Regions from separate parts of the Macaca mulatta genome. Here region 1 is linked to region 2. A link is a contact called in public Hi-C data. All regions are on one chromosome and are shown on one strand. The core of a region is the stretch at or near the end of the contact, and the rest is flanking DNA. Distances in the headings are between cores, read along the strand shown.

Region 1 (6,175 bases), core at 1,544-4,043, 130 kb before region 2:
CTCCAGAGCCTGAATTCCTAATCTGTGCTATGGTGCTTGTCCAAGGAAAATCTTTTTATTTCCCCTATTAAAATGTGAGTTCCCTGAGGGACAGAATGAAAACAGGTTTTTGTTGGCTTTTGTTGTTGCTGGGGATGGGGGGGGCTGCATATTTACATCCTCCACATGCAGGACAGTTCCTGAGACACAGTAGACATTTGCCAATATTTGTTGAGCTGAACTGGCCTCAAATACTCAACCAAGGCGTCTGGGCTGGGTGTGGTGGCTCACGCCTATAATCCCTGCATTTTGGGAGGTTGGGGTGAGACGATCACTTGAGCCCAGGCGTTCAAGACCAGCCTGGGCAACACAGGGAGACCCCGTCTCTATTAAATTAAAAAAAAAACAACAGTCAGGCGTGGTGGTATGTGCCTGTAATTGCAGCTACTCAGGAGGCTAAGGTTGGTGAACCCTTGGGTCCGGGAGGTCAAGGCCGCAGTAAGCTGTAATTGTGCTACCATACCCCAGTCTGGGCAACCGTGAGACTCTGTCTAGGAAAAAAAAAAACAAGAGAGAGAGAGAGTCTGGGGTGTTCTTTCTATAGGTCAAGGATCACCAAATTATTCTGTAAAGGGCCAGATAGCAAATATTTTAGGCTTTGCAGGCCATAAGGTCTCTGTCACAATTACTCACCTCTGCCCTTCCTGTGCAAAAGCAGCTACAATTTGTAAACAAATGAGCATGGTTGTGTTTCAAGAAAAGTTTATTTACGAAAACAGTGAGACATCTGGCCCATGTGCTCCAGTTTGCTGACCCCTACTATCAGATAATAGGAATATATTAAAGGTTTCTAAGCAGGGAAATTGAGTTTTAAGATTAACTGTGATGGCAATGTAACCAGAAAGAGACCATCTAGGAGTTTCCATATTGAAACCAAAGTCATGGCCCCCTTTATCTTTCTATAATCATTCTAAAACAGTGTTGTCCAATGGAGATACAATGCAAGCCACAAACGTGAGCCAGATACGTAATTTTAATTTTTTTCATTTTCTTTTTTTTTTTCAGAGACAGGGTCTCACTCTGTCACCCAGGCTGGAGTACAGTGGCGCAATCACAGCTCACTGTAACCTCAAGCTTAGGCTCAAGCAATCCTCCCGCCTTGGCCTCCTAAAAGTGCTGGGACCACAGGTGGGAGCCACCACACCTAGCCTACTTTTAAATTTTCTAGAAGTCACATTTTAAAAAAAACTTTTAAAAGCAGTGAATTAGTATATACTATATACTAATATATAATAGTATAACAATACATTATTACTGTTAATAATACATTGTATTTAACCTAATATACCCAAAAATATTGCCATTTAACACATAATATAAAAACTGAGATATTTTACATTCTTTTTTCATAGTAAGTCTTAAAAATCCAACGTGCATTTTCAAACGTAAAGCACAACAATTCAGATAAGCCCCATTTCAAGTGTCTAATAACCACATGTGGCTAGTGGTTACCATACTGGACAGCATTAAAAGAATGATCAACTAAACCTACAGATCTCCATATGCAGCTGCTGGTTTTGGTACCATCTCCTCGACCGGCTTGCCACTGATTTTTGACCGAATTCTGAACTATATGTACCACAGTTTGACATTACCAGCAACTCAATAAGGCAATGTCTTCATTTCATTTTTTATGTTACATTTATACACCACTTAGTTTTCACATACGATTTCACACCTGATCCTCATTACAAACACGTGAATACGCACGTTATATCAGTTTTACAAATGAGGAAAGAACGTTCAAAGAAAAAAGAGACAACTATTGAGTGTTGGAACTGAGAAAAAAAATTAAGCCTCCTGACCTCTGGTCAACTCTATTTACGCCCCAACAAAACCACCTTCTTAATCAAAGTTGAACTTCTCTGTGCGACTGGTCTTTATTTCCTCCAGTGATTGTAAACTCCATGAAAAACAGGACTGTTTTTCCTGACCACTGTATTCCCAGTGCCCAGCAAGGTGTTTTACAAGGAGCCAATATTTACTGAATGAATTAATTAATGACGTTTCTGATTTTCTCATTGTTAGTCGGTTAAATGTAATTTACTTTTTTTTAAAGCAACTGATGTGAAGAGCCAAAGTACGCCACCAAATTGGTAGGTTTTTAAAAGTTGAATCTTACTGCCAACATACTCTCAAAAGAGAACGGGGAGAAAAGGCTCCGAGCCAAGGCCTGAGTTCTAGCGCTGACCCTGCCATGAATTGGCTGTGAGCCCTCACGTAATTTTTTTTTAACTTCTCTGGGCCAGAGTTCTTATCTGTCAAAAGGGAAGAGTAGGGCTATAATCTTCACGATTCCGTCCACAGCTAGGGTTTTTGACATTAATTTGATGTGTGCCGGCTTCCTATTTCCTCACAGCCCTCCTCCAGACCCCTCTGCAACGGCCGACTTGGCGAGAGAGGTAACCACTGGGCCCTCTGGGTTCCCTATCCGCTTCCTAGGGGGGCCGACTCGACACCTAGGTGCAAGGCGGAGCCCACTGGCCGGAACCGCCATCTTTCCCCATTGGCCTGACCCCAACCGCCACCCGCGGGCACTGGATGACGCGCTCCTTACCTCTCCTCGCAGTCTTTGCATTTCACCTGCAACGGGACTAGTTGGTGGAACAGAACTTGGCTCATGTTGGCTCGCTGTCCCGGCTGGTGTGCGGAAAAGCCCAACAGGCCCGGCCCTCGGACCTAGCCCGAGAGGCGTCCGGGTCCTGATAGAGTTTGAGTTTGGCGCTCGGCTTCTGCGGAGGAGGCGGGGAGAGTGAAACGAGGGAAAGACGTAAGAGACTTGGCCCTCGCCAGCCACCATCGGATTCTTCCGGTTCTGTGGAGGATAAGGGGAAGACGGTTGTGGTAGTTCCGGGCATTAACTTGTGTGGCGGGAGCTGAGGCAGCCATGTTTGTTAAGGGAAGGGGACCCGAAGGAAGCTGACAACTTTTCTTCTGGTTGCCGGGTGCTGGACAACCAAAGTCAGCCCTGAATTATGGCGACCTCCGCGTCGTCGCCGCACGCGACTGGTTTTCCAGCTGAGGGTAGATGCGGTTACTATGTGGAAAAGAAGAAACGGTTCTGCAGGATGGTGGTGGCCGCAGGGAAAAGATTTTGTGGTGAACACGCTGGAGCCGCGGAGGTGTGGTATCGCCTTACTCTCTCCAGAGTCGGAAATAAGTATCCTGGTCCTGTCGGTGCTGGAACCCGGCCCCTCCCCTCTTTGACAGGTTTCTGCTTGTGTCCCCCGGATCCTCCAGCTTTCACTTTAGTAAACCCAGTTTTGCCCTCCTTGCCGACCGATTATGAGTTCTAGTGATGAGAAATGTTTTAGTTTACCAAGCAAAGCGCCGGCAGCGACCCATTTATCTTGATCTTAACTCATGGTAATGCTAGGTTTTAATTTTACCCCAAGCTACCGCTCCGTCTCCCTGCTGGAAAGTGGTAGTTTAGAAAAAGCAGTGATTGAAGTCCCGAAGGTTTCACTAGTTGTGTTCTAATTGTTATTTCGTGAAAGAGAAGCACTTCTCGTGAATGCGGTTGGAAAAAACTTTCTTTTAAAAATTTAGACTTGAGGCCCGGCGCGGAGGCTCACGCCTGTAATCTCAGCACTTAGGAAGGCCGAGGCGGGCGGATGACTTGAGGTCAGGAGCTCGAGACCAGCCTGGCCAACACGGTGACATTTCTCTCTCTACTAAAAATAAGATCAGCTGGGCGTGGTGGCGCGCGCCTGTAACCCCAGCTACTCGGGAGGCCGAGGCAGGAGAATCACTTGAACCCAGGAGGTGGAGGTGGCAATAAGCCAAGATCACGCCACTGCATTCCAGCCTGGGTGACAGCCAGACTGAATCTCAAAAAAGAAAAAAAAACATGTTTTTTTCGACTTACAGTTTTTAAGAATGCAACTTTGCTGGAATAGGAAGGAAAGATTTTTAAATATATACGAATTGACCTTTTACAACTGAAAACAAAGCATACAATTTTGTTTGATAATAGTTATGCATATAAATGTACTATAACACTGTATATTTGTATGTATGTATATTACTTTAGGATATATGTGAGATGGGAAAATAAAAACCAGAGGAGCAAAATGCTGATAGGAAGAGAGCATGTCTAATAGAACTATAAAGAATAAACCAAAGCGATCAGCATCTGATTTCATGCTTCTGAATGTCCAGTATTATTTGCATTATTTTATTTCTTAAGGAGTTTATTCTTCTAGACAATATCCAGTGCAGATCAGTCCCCTGACCCCCTTCATCTGCCACTCCCTATCGTAGTTATAGCCTACTTCCTATTTTGTTTTGACTGGCATTTACCAAAAGTGAAGCATACTGAAAAAAGGACATTCTTGTTATGGAATATGGGAGACGTGACTTGCTGTGGGAACTCTGAATTATGCCCATAGTCGTATTAACTGGTCTTGAGGGGACTGGCAAACATCCGTTGTTGAAGAAGGAGAGTTATGATAGGAGAATGATTTAGACTCCACCTTATCCAGATATATGGAAGACGAATACAAATGGTGATGATAGTAGAATACGAATAAATCCTTACAAGCCGATCAGTATTCCTAGAGAGGAACGACATATCGTCGTTAGCCCCTTGAAGAGAGACTGCAAAACATCAAGTGGAAACACTTTTCATGACTACTATCTGGTTTTAAATTGTGGCTATCCTCCTGAATCTGTAATTTATAACTGAATGTTGTGTTTCCATCTTTTTTTCTAAGTGTCATATGTAGCTGTGATGACACCACTTTAACTCATTTTTACGCAGTGGTTCTCGACAGGGATTGATTTTGTTCCCAGTGGACACTTGGCAAAATGAAGACATTTTGGTTGTCAAACTGAAGAGTATCACTGACATCTAATGGATAGAGACCAGAAATGCTGCTAAACCTCCTACAAATCACGGGACACCCCCTGCACTCACCCCCTCAAAAGAATCACCAGCCCAAAACATCAGTAGTGCCAAGATTCAGAATTCCTGTTTCTAAATTCAACTAATAAATTTTAAATGTGCTTTTTTTTCCCCTATGCTATGGTTAGGCTTTGGGGGTTAGAAGAGTCTTTTACATGGAGGTTAGGATTTAAAGCCAGCAATAAGGAAGAAATAATAACACAGTTTATTGAATATACAATATTTTCCAAAAAAATGAAAATTTATTAGTTTTCCCATGAAATTCAGTGTGAATAGCTTCATAGACATGCTGAGAGTCACGTTCAAACAGAAATAAATTTTTAAAAGAATAATAATAACAGACACTTAGTCGCCACTTACTTTATGGCCAGCACTGTGCTAGGCAGTTTTGTTTCGTTTTTTTAACTATTAGCTCACTTAATTTGTTCAAACCTTAGGAGGTAAGACATATTTTTGTTCTCACCTTTCAGATGAGGCAGTAAGCCTACCTAACTAAGGTCATAGGGATCGTAGCCGGTAGATAGAGCTGGGTATCATACCTAGGCAGTCTGGCTGGCCTGTGTTCTTAACTGTTATACGATCCCTATTTATACAGATTCATGTGGAATATTGGGTAGAATTGCCAATATTACCAATTTTCCTTTTTTCCCAGTTCATATAGTCATGTGGCACATAATGACATTTCACTCAACAACAGACCACATATATGATAGTGGTCCCATAAGGTTATAATACTGTATTTTTACTGTACCTTTTCTATGTTTAGATATACAAATACTTATATTGTGTTACAATTGCCTACAGTATTTAGTATGGTAACATGCTGTACAGGTTTGCAGCCTAGTAGCAATAGGCTATACTATATGGGCTAGGTGTACAGTAGGCTATACTATCCAGGTTTGTGTTACTATACTGTATGATGTTTTCACAATAACAAAATCACCTAAAGATACATTTCTCAGAATGTATTCCCTGTCATTAAGTGATGTAACTTAGGAATGAGTAGGATGTAACTGATACTAAAAAGTTGCAAAGCCAGTAAAATACATCTTAAAATCCATATGTCAATGGGCAGCATTTTCCAAAAAATGATAAGTCTGTGAGGTGATGCATGTTAATTAAGCTTGATTTAGCCATTCCACAATGTATACATATTTCAAAACATCATGTTGTATTAAAACCATACATATATAATAGTGTATATTATTTTATTGCCATAAAAATCACAAT
Region 2 (5,795 bases), core at 2,781-5,280:
ATGTAATACAAAATAATTGAAGGTTTTATATATATATATATATGTAAATGACCAATTATGTATGTATATAATTGCCCTTAGATCAAGTTTATTAGTTGTTTTATTAGTTGTCTTGTCTTTCCTAAATTTTCATTTGCTTGATCTATAAATAATTGAGCTAAAATTTCACAATATGGTAGTGGATTTACCAGTTTCTTCAATTTCTGACTTACATACTTTGAAGCTATTTATTACACACAAAGGTTTGAATAACTATTTTCCTGGGGAACGCAATTTTTATTATTTTGTAGTGACTGTTTTTGGTCAACGATAATGCTTTTTGTATTAAAGTCTAATTTAATACAAAATATAGGTATACCACTAATATAGGTATACCACCTTTCTTTTTGTTGGCATTTATATGGTGTATCTTTTCCATCTTTTTATTTGCAACCCCTCACCATCCTTAATGTTTTTGGTGCATCTCGTGTAAATGGCACTTTTTTTTCAACCAATCTCTGGCTTTTTCATTTTGTAAATTTGTGGGTATGTGTCTTCCAACAATCTCTGGCTTTTCATCAGCAAGTGTATTTACTTTCATTGCTACTATTGATACATATTAATTTATTTATATTTTGTTACTTTAGTGTTTTCTTTTCATTTTTTTTTTAAATGCTCATTATGGTATTAGGTTTTTGTTCATTTAATCTGTATTTTCCCGTTAGCCCATTTTTTCCTTTGGCTGGATTAGAAGTTATACACTTACATGGTTATCCTTGAAACTTTACCTTGTGTACTTATATTAAAGTCTTGAATTATGTCAACTCTATTAATTGATATCCTAACTGCAAAGAGAGACCTTAGAATTCTTTGTCATCCACCTCTCATCTTACATACTTTTGTTGTCTGGTGTTATTTCATGTGATGTTTGCTTAGATTCAACTATGTGTTTACATTTTCTTTGCCCATCACTTCTTCTTAGACTCTCCTTCTGAAGTAATTTTTCTTTCTGAAGTACATCCTTTAGAACTTCCTTTAGAAAGTGTAGATAGATGTTAAATTCATTTTCCATGTATCTGGAAATTATTTTATTTCTATACTTTAATTCTTGAAAGATGATTTTGCTGAGTACCCAATTCTAGGTTGAAGGTTATTTTCTGTCAGCATTCTGAATATACAATTCTACTCTTTCTGACTTCCATTGTTTTATTGAGGAATCAGTTATTGGTCTGTCATTTGTCATTAAAATAACCCAGGATTTAACCCAACTCTGCCACTTTATTGTTCTGTCATCTTGGCATGTCACTTCCAATTCCCTAGGCCTCAGTCTTTTGTTGACCAAAGAGAGATAAGAACACCAAACTCACAGCTTTGTTATGAACATTAAGACAGATCATGTATATGAAGGCACTACATAAGTGCTTATTATTACCACAGTGAGCTCATCTCTACATTATATTACTGTCTTGTTCTTTTTCCCCTACCACTGGAAGTAGTTAGAATGGGGCAAATGGGTCATAGCAAGGAATTCATAGCCAAAATTAGAAATAAAAAGGCAAGGCTTCTTCTGGGAAGGTTAAGTTTCTGTAATAGGACTCAAAGATGTGTTGTGGGAAGTCAGGGACCCCGAAAAGAGGGACTGGCTGGAGCCACAGCAGAGGAACAAAAATTGTGAAGATTTCATGGACCTTTATAAGTTCCCAAATAGTACTTTTATAATTTCTTATGCCTGTCTTTACTTTAATCTCTTAATCCTGTTATCTTCGTAAGCTAAGGAGGTACATCACCTCAGGACCACTGTGATAATTGTGTTAACTGTACAAATTGATTGTAAAACATATGTGTTTGAACAATATGAAATCAGTGCACCTTGAAAAAGAACAGAATAACAGCGATTTTTAGGGAACAAGGGAAGACATCCATAAGGTCTGCCTGCCTGAGGGGTTGGGCAAAAAGAACCATATTTTTCTTCTTGCAGAGAGCCATAAATGGATGTGCAAGTAGGAGAGATATTGCTAAATTCTTTTCCTAGCAAGGAATATTAATATCAGTACCCTGGGAAAGGAATGCATTCCTGGGGGGAGGTCTATAAATGGCCGCTCTAGGAATGTCTGTCTTATGCAGTTGAGATAAGGACTGTGATATGCCCTGGTCTCCTGCAGTACCTTCAGGCTTACTAGGGTGGGGAAAAACTCTGCCCTGGTAAATTTGTGGTCAGACCAGTTATCTGCTCTTGAACCCTGTTTTCTGTTATTTAAGATATTTATCAAGACAATACATGCACCACTGAACATAGACCCTTATCAGCAGTTCTGCTTTTGCCCTTTGCCTTGTGATCTTTGTTGGACCCTTAACAGTAGTTCTGCTTTTGCCTTTTGTCCTGTTCCCTCAGAAGGATGTGATCTTCGCTAGGCCCTTACTAGTAGTTCTGCTTTTTGCCTTTTGAAGCATGTGATCTTTGTACCTACTCCCTGTTCTTACACTCCTTCCCCTTTTGAAACCCTTAATAAAAACGTGCTGGTCTGAGACTCAGGTGGGCATCACGGTCCTACCAATATGTGATGTCACCCTCAGTGGCCCAGCTGTAAAATTCATCTCTTTATACTGTCTCTCTTTATTTCTCAGTTGGCCGACACTTATGGAAAATAGAAAGAACCTACGTTGAAATATTGGGGGCGGGTTTCCCCAATAAAGATGTCAGAGGGGGTACAGCTTTTTAATATTCCATCCCTACCATCAGTCCCTTACTTCAACTTCTCATTATCTCTTGCTGGATAATTGCATCATTGGTGTTTCTCCCTTCAGGCTCTTAAGCCTCTTATTTACCCTCCTCATACTGCCAAAGCCTGCATTCTAAAATGCAAATTTATTACTTCTGTGATTAATACCTTATGGCAAATTCCAGATTTGGTTAAGTACATAGTCTGTGTGTTCCCTAAAACATTCTCTGTCGCAAAGCAGCACAGTGTTGGTGTTCACATCAGACCACCCAGGTTCATATCTTAGTCTTCTAGTTAAAATTGTGTGACCTTGTAGCAAATAGTTTAACACAGGAAGCTGTAAAACAGTAAAAACAGTAAGTACTTTATCACGATGTGAACGCATGCAGTGCACAACACCTAAGTGCTCAATAAATGTTGCCTGTTATTGTTAGAGAATATTATTAATATATTGTAATTGTCCCCATAATAAACTGTAAATAGATACAGTACATGTTAATTATTATTATTGAGGATGACATTGTAATTGATTACGTCTCAGTCTCTCCATTATACCTCCAATAACTTCGGGGGTAGACGCTGACTTACTCTTTTTGCTTCCCTAGAGGTTTACATGTTATTTGGTACTCAATTATGTAGGAACTGAGCCACAGGCAGAACCGAGAAGCTGGCTGTTGCTTCTGCCCTCGCCTGAGGTGAATTGTCAGCTGCACTGTTCCTCGGAGTCAAGGGCTCACACTCACTCTCAAGCAAAATGGCATAACTTTGGCTTTTCAGAGTATTGAACTAGTGATTCTGCCTTGCCTGCCCCTCAAATAAATGGTGTGTCACCCTAGAAACAAAGATAACACACTCTGCATATACAAACACGCACTCAGCGAGGAACGAAAGGTTAAGACTATCAATGGAACAGGGCGCACACACTTCGAGAGACAGGTACAGTGAAAGCCAACCAGAGAGAAGGTGGTCGGTGCATCGCAGGGTCCCGATCTTTCTTGCACCTTCAGCTCTAAAAGTCGGCATCTCGGGGTATGCCAGGGTCCTCGAGAAAACAGATATAAACACATATTTACCCGCAAAACAGAGATAAAGCACAAGCCTGCGGGATAACTGGCGGAATTATCTTACAGTTGAGACTTTCTGCAACCTGCAGATTTTGCTGTGTCCAAGGCACAAGTCTTTCAGGGCTCCTGCGCACCTCAGCGACAGTCACCTCACCTCTCCGGCAGCTTCCTCGCCCTGACCGCGGCGTTCCCAGCGCGGCGCCTTTAAGCCGAACTATGCGCATGCGCACCCACTGCAGACCTGGGCGAACCCGGGGGTTCGTTTCAGCTGACTCCGGTGTCCCGAGAGGCGCCGCTTCTTCCGCTTTTTCGCCAGGATCCTGCAGCACCAGGCGTGAACCGAGATTTCTGAACTACTGGGCGGGAGCCAACGTCTCTTCTTTCTCCCGCTCCGGCGAAGGCTTTGTCGCTGCGGGCTGGGCCCCAGGGTGCCCCCCATGGCGGGGCCGCGGGTAGAGGTCGATGGCAGCATCATGGAAGGGGTGAGTGCAGAGCGAAGCGGCCGGGGCTGCCGCCAGACTAAGGAGGGCAGCTCTCTCCACCGGTGTGCTTACGTCTCTTCTCCCTGTACCCCACCCTTTGTAGGGCGGCCAGATCCTGAGAGTCTCTACGGCCTTGAGCTGTCTCCTGGGCCTCCCCTTGCGGGTGCAGAAGATCCGAGCCGGCCGGAGCACCCCAGGCCTGAGGTAAATCTGGCTGGAGGGAGACTTGGGCTGTGAAGTTGGGGGATGCGGGGGGGCATCGGGCTGACGGGCTGGGGCATCGGGAGTCCGAGTGGTGGAAACCAGCAGGTCCCGGACGCAGGTATGGGCGATCCAGGGCGGGGACGCTCTGCCTGGGCGGTGGCCTGGGTTGTAAGAGCTTGAAAGCCTCGAGGGGTGAGTTTATAAATGGTTTCGAGTTTTCTCTGTTTGGCTAAAATAGTCTCATTTGCTAAAGAGCTAGCTTTTAAAATGTTTTCCCACCTCACCAGGCATTCCAAATATCCAAATAGCACGTATGAGCGGGCAAGATAGGGCAGAAATACTTGTGAGGCCAGAGGAAACCCTGTTTTTTTAACTAGTGCATTCTGTGCTCCTGCCAGTTTTAGAATCATAAAACAGTAAAGGATCCTGAGATGTGTTATTCCAGCTTTCGTTCATACCTCCAGAGAGCTGTTACGACCAGAATGATCTGTTGTGGAGAGGGAAACACCTTGACACTTGACCTTATTTCTTCTGTCTGGGTAGCTGGGCATGCCACTAGTTGAGTTTCAGGTACATGCACCTGTTAGAAGAGGACCCAGGTTTGAAGCCGCACTGATTGCTTTGTATGTATTCTGTATTTATTACATTTTAATAAATCGGCGAGCTCAGTCTTTTGTCTACAGTTTTGAAATTACCAAAAGGCAATTACTGATATATGTTAATGTTAATTGCCTTTGTCATAGTTGTTTGCAGCCCTCCAGTTCACCAACAAGGGAATCCAATTCATTAGGCTGTAGGTGTTGTATTAGTTTGCTAGGGCTGCCATAACAAAATGCCACACACGGAGTGGGGCTTAAACAACAGAAATTTATTTCCACACAGTTCTGGAGGCTGGAAATCCAAGATCAAGGTCCTGACAAGGTTGGTTTCCTCTGAGAGCCATGAGAAAAGGATCTGCTCCAGGCCTGTGTTTTTGCCTGTTCACATGGTGGTTCCTCTGTGCACCTTACCCCTAGCGTCTCTGTATGTCCTAGTTTTTCTTTTTTTTTTTTTAAATAAGGTTACCAGTAAGATTGTATGATGGCCTTATTTTAACTTAATTATCTCTTTAAAGGCTCTATCTCCAAATATAGTCACATTCTGAGATGTGGAGGGTTAGAGTCTCAGCATATGAATTTAGGGGGGACATAGTTCAGCCCATACAGGCACCATAGATTATTCAGTCAAGTGCAAGCGAGACTGGTGGCGCTGAAATAACTATTAGTTTTCTTCTTTTGCACACTTCTAATTTGCAACAATATATCAGGGTATGTATTTATAGTTAGAAATAACTGGTCTTTAAGGAA

Evidence for each region. A called contact is a pair of places that touch in the nucleus more often than the background predicts.
Region 1: a contact with region 2 is called in a Hi-C map of blood, with 4 times the contacts expected there. The contact joins the promoter of SASS6 here to the promoter of RTCA in region 2. A contact is called at or near these places in 5 of 14 Hi-C or Micro-C datasets (blood, fetal cortex germinal zone, fetal cortical plate and 2 more).

The regions. Positions count from the first base shown.
Region 1 is chr1:140,127,432-140,133,606 of T2T-MMU8v2.0, reverse strand. It overlaps SASS6 (SAS-6 centriolar assembly protein), which reads right to left and starts at 2,793. Exons shown (of 17, transcript XM_077952476.1): 1 at 2,597-2,793. The coding sequence starts at 2,661. It overlaps TRMT13 (tRNA methyltransferase 13 homolog), which reads left to right and starts at 3,009. Exons shown (of 11, transcript NM_001266714.1): 1 at 3,009-3,161. The coding sequence starts at 3,015.
Region 2 is chr1:139,995,871-140,001,665 of T2T-MMU8v2.0, reverse strand. RTCA (RNA 3'-terminal phosphate cyclase) reads left to right here and starts at 4,030. Exons shown (of 12, transcript XM_028831210.2): 1 at 4,030-4,245; 2 at 4,349-4,449; 3 at 5,332-5,370. The coding sequence starts at 4,201.